Linked DNA regions of Mus musculus: region 1 is linked to region 2. Evidence: chromatin contacts called from public HiChIP or PLAC-seq data. All regions are on one chromosome and are shown on one strand. The core of a region is the stretch at or near the end of the contact, and the rest is flanking DNA. Distances in the headings are between cores, read along the strand shown.

Region 1 (6,738 bases), core at 1,374-3,873, 130 kb before region 2:
AGCTCCACCCACTTTTGATAGATAGTCATTGGCCCTGTGATTTCGCCTCTGTGTTCTCCAAGGCTCCACTTACTGCCCCACCCCAAATTCCTTCTTTCTCCAACTCCAATGCAGTCTCATCAGTCACAAGTATTTAAGGAATGGGGTTGCTATCAGGGAGCAAATCTCAACTGCCCCTCCCAGCATGCAGCTTCTAGATATAGGGCTCTTAACATCTTTTCCTGTCAGCGTGTGGGTGCTGCCCAGAGTCTGAAAAGGGATATTCTATGGCCTCAAAGGATCCCAGCCCACAAGCCAGCTATGTGGGTGGCAGCATACATTAAATGTTTTAAATGAATTTTGCAATATCCGAAGTGTTATATTTAGGGTGCAGTAACGAGAAACCTCCCTCTGCCATCCCCTGTAACTTATTTCAAAGAAAGAAGTGCAATTAAGATACTCCTCCTTCCACATAAACACCTGATCGTTGTAAATCACATTAAATGCTTCCGCTAATCGACTCTGGTCGGAGAATTAAGAAAGCCAGTTGTCTCTTAAGTTTAACTAAGGCAGAGAGAAACTGATGAGTTTCAGATTTTTGATCATTGTGTACAACTTTTTTTTAAAAAGAAAATCTTTCTGCTTCGTTTTAAGCATAGCATACTCCAATCTTGACATGCCAACGACTAGGGATTTTAAATAGAGCGCTTTGGTTTGTGAATAATGATTCGCTTTCTTGTACTTCTGCTGTGCGGTAACACTGTGTGAGGATATAGCAAATACAAGAACGACCTGTCCTTTCAGTAAATAGCCAAACAGCACATTTTAGGTGCGATATTATATTTAGGCATAACATGACACCACCCTGCAAGATACTGTGGCACTTAAGATAATAATACACCATGAATCTAATGTCAGACATTCATAACTCATCTAATTAGAAAACACCCTAGTTATAAACTATCTCACCTTAGAGTTTCTTATCCAACTATAGGTAAAAGGGCTGAGTTTTTTTTAATATAGGAAAAGATTCTAATTCCATCTCAACAGTCATGTTACTGCTACTTTCAGCTACAACCTCTTGCTTTTCATCGGGTGTGATGGTTTGAATACAAATGCCTCCCATCCCACAAGTGTTTGACTCTTTGGTCTCCAGTTGGTGGTCCTATGGGGTTATGGGGAAGTAAAGCTTGCTGAAGGAATTGAGGACTTATGGTCTCACCCCACCTCCAATTCCTCTGCTCTGCTTCCTGGTGAAGACGAGCTCTCAGCTTCCTGTTCTTGCCACAGTGAACTCATCTTCTGGAACCAGAAGCCAAAATAAATACCTCTATAAGATACCTTAACGGCACAGCAGCAGCGAAGACACTAATATGCCAGATAGCACGTGGCTGCAAATTACTTCTTCAGAAATACTCACCAAGTCTCTCTGGGTGCAGGATCAGGATCTAAAATACCTGACTGGGCAGCAGATGGTAATTCACTGAATGACCCCAGAACATCTTACGGACTATGGACGGCACTATACAGGGTGGTTGTGTCACAGAGTCTAATTTCCATTTAGTGAAGTTTTTCTGGCTGTCTCAACTGAAACAGACACATTTACACAGCCAGCTACGCTTGAGCCTTCTCTGGGAGCAGCCTTAGGTCTCCTTTTCCCAGCGTTCAGGTGCTGTATACTCCCTGCTTCTGTACCAAGCTTACACACACACACACACACACACACACATATGAAAAAGAAACATTCGGGGGCTAGAGAGATGGCTCAGAGGTTGAGAGCATTGGCTGCTTTTCCAGAGGTCCTGAGTGCAATTCCTAGCAACCACATGGTGGTTTATAACCATCTATAATGAGATCTGGTGCCCTCTTCTGATGTGCAGACATAGATGCAATGCAGGGAGAACATTGTATAAATAAAAATAAATCTTTAAATGAAAAAAAAAGAAAAGAGAAAAAGAAACATTAATATATGCTAGCAAGGATGTGAGAGGGGAGGGATCTTTCTACACTACTGGTAGGAATGTAAATTCTCCTGCCTTGGAAATCAATGTAAAAACAGATCTTGCCTATGACCTGACTAACATTTCTGTGTGTATACCTGACAGAGTCTTAATCTACTCACTGTATACATATTTGCACATGCATGTTTAATGAGGCACTATTCATAAAAGACAAGATATAGAACCAACCTATCAACAGTGAATGAATAAGAAAGTTCGGTATATTACAATGGGATTCTGTTCAGCCACAAAAAAAGAAAGAAATTATATTGCATTCATGATATTTTATTTAACAGTAAAATAAGTAAAATAAGCCAGTCTCACAGCGACATGAGAACACATTTACTTTCATATGTAGAATCTAGAGGACAAAGATAAAAGGTGCACAAAATTAAAAAAAAAAAAAAAGGTTAGGCTGTGACCCCAAGTTCCTGTAATAAACAGCATCTTATGGCAGGTCTTCTGCGAAGCTTATGTACTGCTAGTTTCTGTCAGCTTGACACAGACTAGACATATCCGGGAAAAGGCAGTTTCAACAGAGTAAATGTTTTCACTGGACTGCCTACAGGCATGTATATGGAGTATTATCCTAATGACTGGTGTGGGCGGGGCCAGCTGTGGGTGATGTCAGCCCTAGGCAGGGAGGCATAATAGAGCAGGTGCAGGCGGAGCAACCCAATAGGGGCACAGCACTCCTCTAAGGTCTCTGCTTCATTTCCTGCCTCTGGGTTCCTTCCTTGAGTTCCTGTCCTTGTTTTCTTCAGTAAAGGTCTGGGACTGTGGAAGCCAAATAACCTCCCCAAGCAGCATCCGGCCGGAGCGAACTGGCCAGAGTCTCAGTGACCCCAGAGAGGCTGAACACTGTAGGTCCAGCACCTAATCACAGTTTACCTTGGGCTATCGCTGGCCCTTCCAATAGCCTTGCCTTGTCCACTTCGGTATCTAACCTGACATCTCTGTGACCAACAGAGATGCAAAGCCTTTCAGAAGACGTTAACAGACCACTAGCTTCCACCAACTGGAAGCCTTGGAATGCTGTAAGACAACAGCACCCCAGGCCTTCAACAGCAGTTCGCCATTTTGCTGAACCCTGTTCACCTGGTGACACAGCTGCTGTATCTGAAATCCGCCCTGATTTGTGAATTTCTTTGTTCTGTTACTTTAAAAACATCAAGAAGCTAACACCTTTAATGCCAGCACTTGGGAGGCAGAGGCTAGCCTGGTCTACAAAGTGAGCTCCAGGACCAGCCTGGGCTATACAGAAAAACCCTGTCTCGAAAAACCAAAAAAAAAAAAAAAGTAACACAGACTCCAGGTAACCCGAATCTTTGTTCCTTGGCCGTGGTCACTCACACCTGATTCTAGAACAAACTCTCTCTTAACCCCTTTCAAGAACTGTGTTTCTGTACCAATGGTATGTAGAAGGGAAAAGGGGAGAGAGTGGGTATAAGAAAAGAGTACTAGCGGCTGAACGTATACACAGTATGTATATATACACATGGAGGGTTGGATGTTTCAAGGAAATCACCTATCTGTATAGCTAAAAAATAAATACACATTTTTAAAGACAATAAGAGGTGGACACTGCTCCACCCACCCCACCCCCCCCCAGCCCCTACGCTGGAAGACCTCTTACAAGAACCCCTCCCCAGCAGGAAAGCCAGTCTCCATTAATGAGTTCATGTGACCAGGCATAGCTGCCCAGGAGCTAAAGAATGGTGGTGGGAAGTGTCTCCTAGTCCCTGATCTACTGTGAGATCTCAGGGTGACACGAGGGGGCGGGGTGGCGGCAAAGAAAGAGTAGACCTTCCCTCTGGGCAGCCAGAACCAACCGTGTGCTGCTTTTATCCAGCTTTCGGGTTTTCTGCAGGAAAATGAGGAACACAGCATTCCCACAAAAACAAAATACTGCAGCCACCCACGGGACACACTTGCTCCTGGCCAGCGCAGGCTTATCAACTATGCTCTTGTGAGATCCAGAAAGTTCATCGAAAACACGCTGCCGACCTGTCAAAAGCCTTCACTCTACCAAGCTACAACCTGGTGGCTTAATTTTAATCTGCCTTTCCTTGTTTGTTTAAAAGTAAAAATCAGTCTTTTTTTCCCCCCCAAGACAAGATTTCTCTCTGTGTAACAGCCCCTGGCTGTCCACGAACTCTTCGTATACCAGGCTGGCTTTGAACTCACAGAGATCCGAGTGTCTCTTAGGAACATAAGTGAAATCATTTTATGTGACTGAGAATAAGGTAGGGCCTGTAAAATAGAAGCCTGTCTCAAGACCCAAAAGGTAAACTGATAGTTAAGGAACAAGGCGGGTCAGAGAGGTCAGAGACCATCCTCCTGACAGAAACAGTCCTTCCCAGCAAGGTGTGGCTAGGACAGGCCCAAGACAACCCGTGATTGATGCACACCTCTGCCCTCGCCCTCCAAGGAGCAGCTTTGTCTATGATCCTCACAGCCTAGTTCACCGCACCACACAGTCATCAGAAGGAAATCCAGAGAACTGGAAAACCATTTCTCTTCTCTCAAGACTTTCCACAGGACCGGCAAGGGGGTTGCCAAGGTGACCAGAACAGCAGTGTCTAAAGTGACTTGAAGGGACTGTGGTGTGTGGCCTTAGGCAGGTCATTTGTCCTCTCGGCCATCATTCTCTCACCTGTAAAATGAGAAAGGTGACAGCTACCACCAGGTTATTATTCAGGCTAATGCGGCATGTGCAAAAGCATTTAGAGCGATATTTACAGGTAAGACGTCTACTAGCATGTCAGACAAAAGGGTCCACGGAGTAAGCAGAGCCTGGGATGCACCCTCCGGAAGTTTAGTCCTTAGATCCTCACGGTGAGCTACCACACATGCAAATGTAAAACAGTAAGTATTTATGCCCATCCTGGTTTTAGTAAAAGGACAACGTTAACATACCAATCCTGCATGTGCAAGCTCAGAACGCACTGTGTTTATCTGGCATTAGCTGTTGCCTCTTTCCAAGGAGTAGGACCCACTCGGGCGATCCTGAAACCCTGGCAGAAGTGCTCCAGTCTTAGGAGTGGGTGAGAGGTCTGTGTGCGTGCCCTTTAAATATGATCCAGAAAGAGCATGGGCGACACCTCTGACGCCAAACTCCCATCACCCCGCCAGGATTCAGAGCATCATGCCAGTAGGGCAACCGAGGTAACACCGACACGGCCGACCCTGACAGCAGATTATAAATACCCTGAATATCTAATTTCCTCCCTTATCATTCAAAAATCACCCAGGCAGCATCAAGTATTTAGAATAAAAAGCACTGTAAGACTCACATAAAATTTACACTACTCTATTAACAAGTGCTTGCTGGCCTCTGAATAAACAAACTTTTAGGTCACAACTATTATTTCATTTATGGTTTTATGTCCTGACTAAGAAAAACTAAGAAAAAAATCATTTGCTTCAGTGTTCTTTCTTCCTTGGCTTTCCATGAAGATTGGGAATTGTTACAGAATGTGTGTGCAGAACCCTGCAAAGGGTTCCTTGATGCACTGACAGCATGATCCTTTCCCCATGAAGCTGCTGTGGCAAGGGCCCTCCCGGAACAAAAGCAAGGCGATGTGAAAACAGTGTATGTGTGCACGTGTGACTCGGTCATGACCCACATACCCAGACCACCCAACCAGATGCATACACATACACACATGCACACACACATGCATGCCCACTCGTGCACACACACGTTCATATACTTCTTATAAAACTAAACTACCTCATCAGTCCTTCAGAGAGCCGTGATAACCTGTTTCCACAGATCCTCCAACGTGCCCCACTGAGGAGACTGGGCCACTTCGTGGGTCCAGAGTCAGCAGTGCACCAGTGCACAGCCACACACCTACATCACTAATGCATTGTCAGCCTGTGATTCAACAACACTCACTCTGGCAGCTCATTGTAAACACCCCAGACGTTCATTTAAAAGCCTTATCTACAGGCAAGGCAAGGGAAAATATCCCTTCCACGTGTGTGGCTAAAGTACCAGCAGTTAGCAGACAACACGCTGCACGCCTCTTGTTCCCAGCTGCGACAGTCTCTTCTAATTTAAAATTCCACGTGTTCATAAACTTGCTCTAAGTGGAGAAAACCCCTTTAGCAATGAAGCTCTGTTTGCTTTTTGCTTTTACATACTTTGCAGTCTTCTGACCACACACAACTGCAGCTTGTTAGGAATCATGTTCATATTTAATCCTTTTAAATTCTCTCACACCAAAAACTCTTATCCTCAGACTGTTCTGAAAGCCAAGGACTAGTGTCACCCGAGAAACCCTGTGTGGAGAGTCCCCTACTGCGTGTGTTGGATTTCTGACCTGCAGGAAACGGATGGAAGAAAGCACTGTTTTAATCCCTTTCAGCAACTAGTGCAAGGAATCAAACGGATGAGGCCCAAAATGAAGGGCACAAAGAGAAGCCAAAAACCCTCAGAGAGACTATCGAGTCTATGATGGAGGTGCCATCCTGTAGAGAGCTTTCCTGATGTAACCGCCCTAAATGAACAAGAACTTAAGGGGTTCTACACCAACTCCACAACTTAAGTCATTTCAGAAACCAGGACAGACTGTTCCAGAAGAACCAAAGATCCTCTCCTCCTGGACCCCCACCACCGGCTCAATTTTATCTTTTTACCCGAGGAAGACCAAGCAGAGAAGGTTCCTTATATAGGTGTGACGGTGGCTCTCTACATCTCGGCAAGTTAGGGGCTGTCACGGAATACTGTAGGGAAAACACTTGTTCTTTT
Region 2 (6,137 bases), core at 2,461-4,960:
ATGAATTTCCACATATAAAATATCATACCTTGCTTATTATCCCACCAACTGATTAAGCTGAATACATTTTAATTTATTGAGGGAAAAAAAAAAGAAATTCTAGCAGAATTCTTTTGTTACAACGAGTGCCTTACTACAAGCACTAAGGTCATTTTTTTAAAGCTTTGGGAAAAGCCAGGTAATCAAGAGACTGGGATAGGTGCTCTGTGAGATTGAGGCCTGCCTGATCCACCTAGTAAGTTCCAGGACAGCTGGGGCTACATAGTGAGACCCTATTTAAAAAGCAAAAACAGAAACAAAAACAAATGCTCTCATTTAGAATTCTGGGAACGGTAAATGAGCACTCCTAAATTGTAAGCCATGTTCTAAGAATATGCAGTTTCCCTTTCTGTCCAACTCTGAGTGCTATCCGCCCACCCAGAGACCGTTTTCATTCATCCCATAAATATTTATTAAGAACCCACCCCATATGAGGCCAGATAGTGTTGTGGCAAGAGACCTCGGCTCTGCCCCCAGGAGCTCACGGGCTTACACACAGAGCAAGCAACAAGTATACACAAGGATTTCAAACTATGCTAGCAATCTTACAGAACAAGATAAGGCACTGAACGGCTGCTCCCAGACTTCTGAATCAATCAGCTCAAGATAAAACATGCTTATGCCAAAATGTCCAGGGCAAGCTCACAGCACAGTCATTCTTCTCTCATTTATCTGCATAGAGTTGGTGAATCTTTTTCCAGACAATCCCCTATATCCTAAAACTTGTGCCCTGCCCACTATTTACTTTGTTGCATTTAAATTTTACTTACTCTGCTCTTCAAACACTATTCCACCAGATCTAGTTCATGTGTAGTCCATGAACCTGACCTAATTTTCTAAAGACTTCATTTCAAATATTATCTCGATTTTTACAAATTTTTCTCTCTCTTCTCATCTTCCTTTTTCCTCTTCTTTCCTTCTTTCTTTCTTTCTTTTTTGAGACAGGATCTCACAATGTAGTTCTGGCTATCCTGGAACTCACTATATAGACCAGGCTGGCCTCAAAACTCACAGACATCCCCTGCCTCTGCCTCCAAGTGTGTGGATCAAATGTGTGCGCCAGCCACCACACCTGGCAATTTTCAGTTGAATTTTACAAAATGTACGATGGCTACCCAAAACTAAATACCTCCTATGAACTAATTATTTTTTTACATAATTTTTAAAAATGATTTCCACATACACCCCTACAGGGTACTGTTGGCCCTGTTTTGGCACACTGTTTTTCCACATACAGCCCGACCCCATAACCACACCCATACCCCCACCCCCACTAGTTAGTATAAAGCTAGATCCAGGCCTGCTGACAGTTGGCAAGCTCTTCTTCCACAAATCTTAACTAACACAGAACTCTCACTTCCAGTGTACATGCAATAGAGTTACTCAGCATGCAACATAGTAACATTATGCTAATGCAGCTAAGCTTAAATAATCACAGTCTAGCAAGGAATCCGGGGTGCAATAAAACCTCTGATGAACAAGTCAAACAAGATGTGAAGTAACTTCAGGTAACTAACAAAACTGTAGTAGGGGGCTAGACACCACAGTACTTTGCTAAGATGAAGACCCTGCATCATAAAGTAACCTCCATGGCCTGATATAGGCAGATTTCGCCCAAAGAGAAAAAACTTGAAGTGGGCAACTGGAAAGCCAGTGGGTCAGGCAGAGCTGTGTCTTGTTCTAACTGGAGGTGGTTCTCCTGCAGTTTCCTGCACTGGCAGCGTCCAGTCACCTACTCTAGATGGATAGTCTAGAACAGACACTAAGTACACACTCTGGCGTATCTTCTTCATCAACATTACTATCATGTAAAAACCATCCTGGGCAGCAAACTAAGCCCGTAGGGATGTCACCTGGAGTCTCAACTGGAGTTTGCTTCAAACTCTTCGGCAATAACGACCTAAGTGGTTTACACTGTGGTTTAGCTACCGACCTCCGGAAGCAACCAGGAAGTGCTTCCACCACAAGTGCAGATTGTAAGCTAAACTGATATCCATTCCCAGACTAAATTCTCTCTTTTAGGGGCTGCCCCTCCCACCTCTTGTAACGCAAACTCCACTACACTAGACACACACAAACACACACAATGCGCCCCAGGCGTGACTATGGAATTGCTTAAGAAGCATGTCACTTTGGGCTTAGGGACTGCAGGCTTCCCATTCGGTGCCCTACTGGCTTTTTAAACACGTATATGATTAATGCTGGTACTCAGGAAAGAAAGCTACTCTGACCTTGAGAGTGTGCGCTAAATAAATTACCTCAGAGCGAAAGTGATGAGATCTCAGAGCAGCATCTGGGGAGAAAAGAGGGAAAACGAGACTCCGTTAACTCCTTGTTCTCAGCCTAAAGAGTTACTGATCACTTACCTGGATTCGGGAAAGCACATTCTAGGTGTCTCTCTCCAATTCCGTGGGCATATTGGGGCGGGGCGGAGAGAGTATTGGACCATCTGTCTCTAAGGTGATTTCTCTGCAAGAAGTTCCAGCAAAGTTGGGAGAGGGGAGCCCATATCATCACGCCTTACTTTTTTATTCCTAAGCTCCAGCAAAGGCTTGGCAAAGATACGAGTACCTCAGCCCAGGACTCCCCTACAATTACCTTCTGGGCTCTAGCAAACTGACCCTAAGAATCGGAGCCTGATCCTTCCTTCCAGGACCTCCGAATCTCCGTGGTTATCCAAACCTGGTGACTCAGAGGATGGAGGTGAGGCCAAAGGGCCAGGGCGCGTTAAATAAATAAATGCACTTAGCTTGAGGAGTGGGCACTGAGTGGGCAGAAGAGGCAGAGAAGGCTTGAACCTCGCTTCTGCCCAGAAGAACCCAGCGGCGGCGTGTCTTACCTCTGCTTCTGGAACGACCCGAAAAGACCGATTTCATCGGATGTCTCCCTTTCTGGAGCTTGCGGTGCCAGCAGCAGAAGAAGACGATGGTGGCGACGGTGCCCAGCAGGAGCAACAAGAGGAAGAGAGCACATTGGATGCTGTAGGGTCTCAGCAAAACGAGGAAAGCGGCGGCGATCATGGTGCGGGCGAGGCGGGGGGCCGTGCGGCGCGGGGCTAAGGCTGCAGAGCGCGCGGGGCGCGGGGCGCGGGACGCGGGGCGGGCGCGGCGGACAGGGGCGAGCGCGGCTCAGCGCGTCAAGCCCGGCGCTCGCGGCCCCGCGCGCGGCCCAATGGCTGCACACCCCGCGCCGGCCCCGGAACGACTGATGGAGAGCAGCGGGCAGCTCTCGCCATGACTCAGCACGCGGCGCAGCGGCGAGAGCCGCGCCCCTCCCTCCGCAGGCGCCCCAGCCCGCGCGCAGCTCTCGGGCTCAGCCCCGCCCGGGACGCAGCCGGCTGGGAGCATCATCGGGTGGCCGCCCGGGGCCTCGGCGTCCTGAAGCCGGCGCACGTGGGGCGGGACGGGGCGCGGCGAGCCGGCGGGGGGCTCGGTGGGTGACGTCACGGGCTGCGGCGGCAGCGGCGGCGCGGGTGCGGGCGCGCGCGCATGGCTGGGGCCGGGACCGAGCGGCGCGCGCCCTCCAGCAGGTCGGTTCGGTGCGCGCGCGGCCCGCCAGGCCACGCGCCGGGCGGCGGTGCGCGGGGACCCCCGGGTTTCGCCTGTGTAAGCCTCCGCGGACCTTCTGCTGGAGGCCGACGTCAGGGGGCGCCAAGGAGCCGGGGGGAACCCGGGCTCCCGCCTCCCTGAGCCCGCCCGGAGGCTGGGGCTCGGAGGATGCAGCAGGGTGAGCTATTTGGTTTGGGGGCGGGGGTAGTCCCTGCGCATGGAGGCGCGAGCACCTGGAAGGGCCATCTCCAAGCTGGTCCAATCTTAGGAAAGGCGGCACGCCGCGGTCTGCAGGCTTGCACCCTACCACCCCCAAACTTGGTGCTGATTCTCAGCCCAGACGTGAGCTCTGCCACGGTCAAAGAACCCTGATTCATTTATTGGCTTTGTAGGGAGAGGTGATTTTAGATGTAAGGATCTGACATGATGAAGGATGAAGGAAGTTGGTGATTGATTGGCCTGTAGATACTGCAGGAGAAATTTTTAGGCACTGTCAGACAACGGCGATCGGTCACACTCGGGTACACACCCTTCTCCCCTTTGCCGTTTTTTTCCAGCTTCCCTTACATTCCGTTACAATCCGCAAAAACTGTATCGCAGTTGTGGGCTGGACACTTGACAGTGATCGCTGATTCGGTGCCAACGAAGAAGGCAAGGCGTGAGCGCTGCGGTGTGCTCTTTTGCGGAGGGCCTCTGCCACCTGGCGAGAAAGCCAAAGCTGCAGTGGCCGCCTGCAGCGTGTTGCGGCCTTAGCGGGCCAGTGCAGTGCTCTGCCCTGCTTGCCCCTAAGGCAAACTGGCTTTCCCTGTGGGAGTTGGATGATTTGTTTTCTTTCATTGACTTGTATTTTTTAAATTAACTATATGACATATGACAAATGAAATATTACATTTGTGCAATTTCTAGTAACTGGCTTGAAACTAAATAATTCGTAAAATTCCAAAAGTCAATTGAAGAATCGATAGGAATGTGTGTATTGTTGTCTAACTATATGAAACCAACTGTTCAGTTCTGCAAAAATGTGTAGCCATTAGTGACTGATAGGTGAATGATGTATTATCAAGTGTGAGCATTAAAAGAAATGCGGAAAGATGTTGCTTAGCCCTGATGCCAGGTTCATAAGCACGGAAAGCACAGGAAAATGTGCTCTTATTTGCATGTTGGCCTCCTAAAACAAATACAGATTGCTATTATATGCCACTCATTCTGTTGTTTGAGGCTGAGGATGGAAAGCACCTTGCTTGCCGACACTGAGGAAGGTGAGACTCTTGACTGTCAGACTGCGGGGAGCACTGGGTGCCAAACAGGCTTCACGGGTCCCTGGCAGTCAGCAGAGCTGTCTGGAACTTCTGCATCCCGTGCACAGAGCTGAAGGGCTCCTGACACTGCAGCCCACTGCAGTAAGAAACTGTATTCCTATCTGCTATGCAGGGGGGCGGGGGGGGGGGGTTGAAGAGAATCCCGAGATCTTGCAAAGTGTGGTACACCGCGAAAGGAAGAACCCAGCACGCTGAGCAGGGCACCGGAGGGTCGTTTTATACTGGACCAGAGTAACCTTCTGCAAACTGGGGGTGGTGCTAGCCGATGCGGTTTCCGAAGGTCATCCTTACGTTTCTCACTGACCAGAGCTTGGCAGTGAGCTGAAATGGCACAAATATCTCTGAACAGAAATAGGTCTGAGGCTGTAAACTCAGCAAAGTAATCAGTTTGCCCCAAATTCTGTGCTTTTAACAGCGAACAGCAAGTAAATAGCGATTCCGATTCTCTGAGCTATTATTTACTGCGATTATTATCATCCTGAGCCTTGCTGCCGCCATTCACAAGTTTCAGTTGCACACAAGAATATCATTTATCTCCCCGATAAGGTAAACGTTTAACTGAAACTCAATAGGATTTATACATACATCTTTTTATATGTATTTCCTTCTGTTCTTTGTCTGGGTTGTCTTAAGGATACATACAATAAACAAACCAAGTGCTAGAAAGAATTTAGTCTATGAGTCCATTACTTTCTGGTTTGTTGCTAATTTATCATTTCCTTCCCAAATAATGGCATGTTAGTAATTGTTTCTTTCTTTGTGTTTGCGTGGTACCTGGTGCATCCTGGAGCTCAATATGCATTAAATTAGCCAATCTGTCTTTTGAGGAAGTTAATTTAGTAGAATTTATGCCTTTTCTTCCTGATGGGATTTCATTTAAAAAAAAAAAAAAGAGTTGATGTTAAATAAAAGTCATACATTTAAGATTCAAGGTAAGGGCAGGAAAAATACAATACATAATACAAATCTCATAATATAAATCTCTTATACCTGTAAATAAAAAATCACAATGGAAAATGTTGTAGTTTACTGCCTTTATGACAGAAAATGTTTACTGTAATCCAAGAGGTTAGGGAGCTAAGGAGAAAACAGAAAGTTTGCAATGGGTGTGTATCAGTGCACCATCACATATCCCTTCTTGTGGTTCTCCACCCTAGATAAACACATGGGTTCGAAAAGAAAATTAAAATGTTAATTGTATTCAGGGTCAAGTCAGATTAAAACATTGCTT

Evidence for each region. HiChIP or PLAC-seq counts read pairs in DNA pulled down with a chosen protein or histone mark.
Region 1: an H3K27ac HiChIP or PLAC-seq map of embryonic stem cells shows a contact between it and region 2, with 14 read pairs. The contact joins the enhancer-like site here to the promoter of Bend6 in region 2. A contact is called at or near these places in 2 of 39 promoter capture datasets (embryonic stem cells and trophoblast stem cells), 2 of 115 datasets of contacts at active chromatin or transcription factors (both in embryonic stem cells) and 1 of 9 other capture datasets (adipose tissue).

Annotation. Positions count from the first base shown.
Region 1 is chr1:34,034,651-34,041,388 of GRCm38.p6, reverse strand. All of the region lies in intron 4 of Dst (dystonin), which reads right to left. Among named protein-coding and RNA genes, the nearest start is that of Mir6896, 79 kb to the left of the region's middle. Within about 2 kb of position 2,623, at least 11 of the 459 cell types and tissues checked have an H3K27ac peak or open chromatin away from gene starts, as enhancers often do. A contact at or near this core is called in embryonic stem cells, where this site is marked.
Region 2 is chr1:33,905,194-33,911,330 of GRCm38.p6, reverse strand. It overlaps Bend6 (BEN domain containing 6), which reads left to right and starts at 3,710. Exons shown (of 7, transcript NM_177235.3): 1 at 3,710-3,765. Dst (dystonin) reads right to left here and starts at 3,106. Exons shown (of 103, transcript NM_001276764.1): 1 at 2,879-3,106; 2 at 2,298-2,332. The coding sequence starts at 3,059.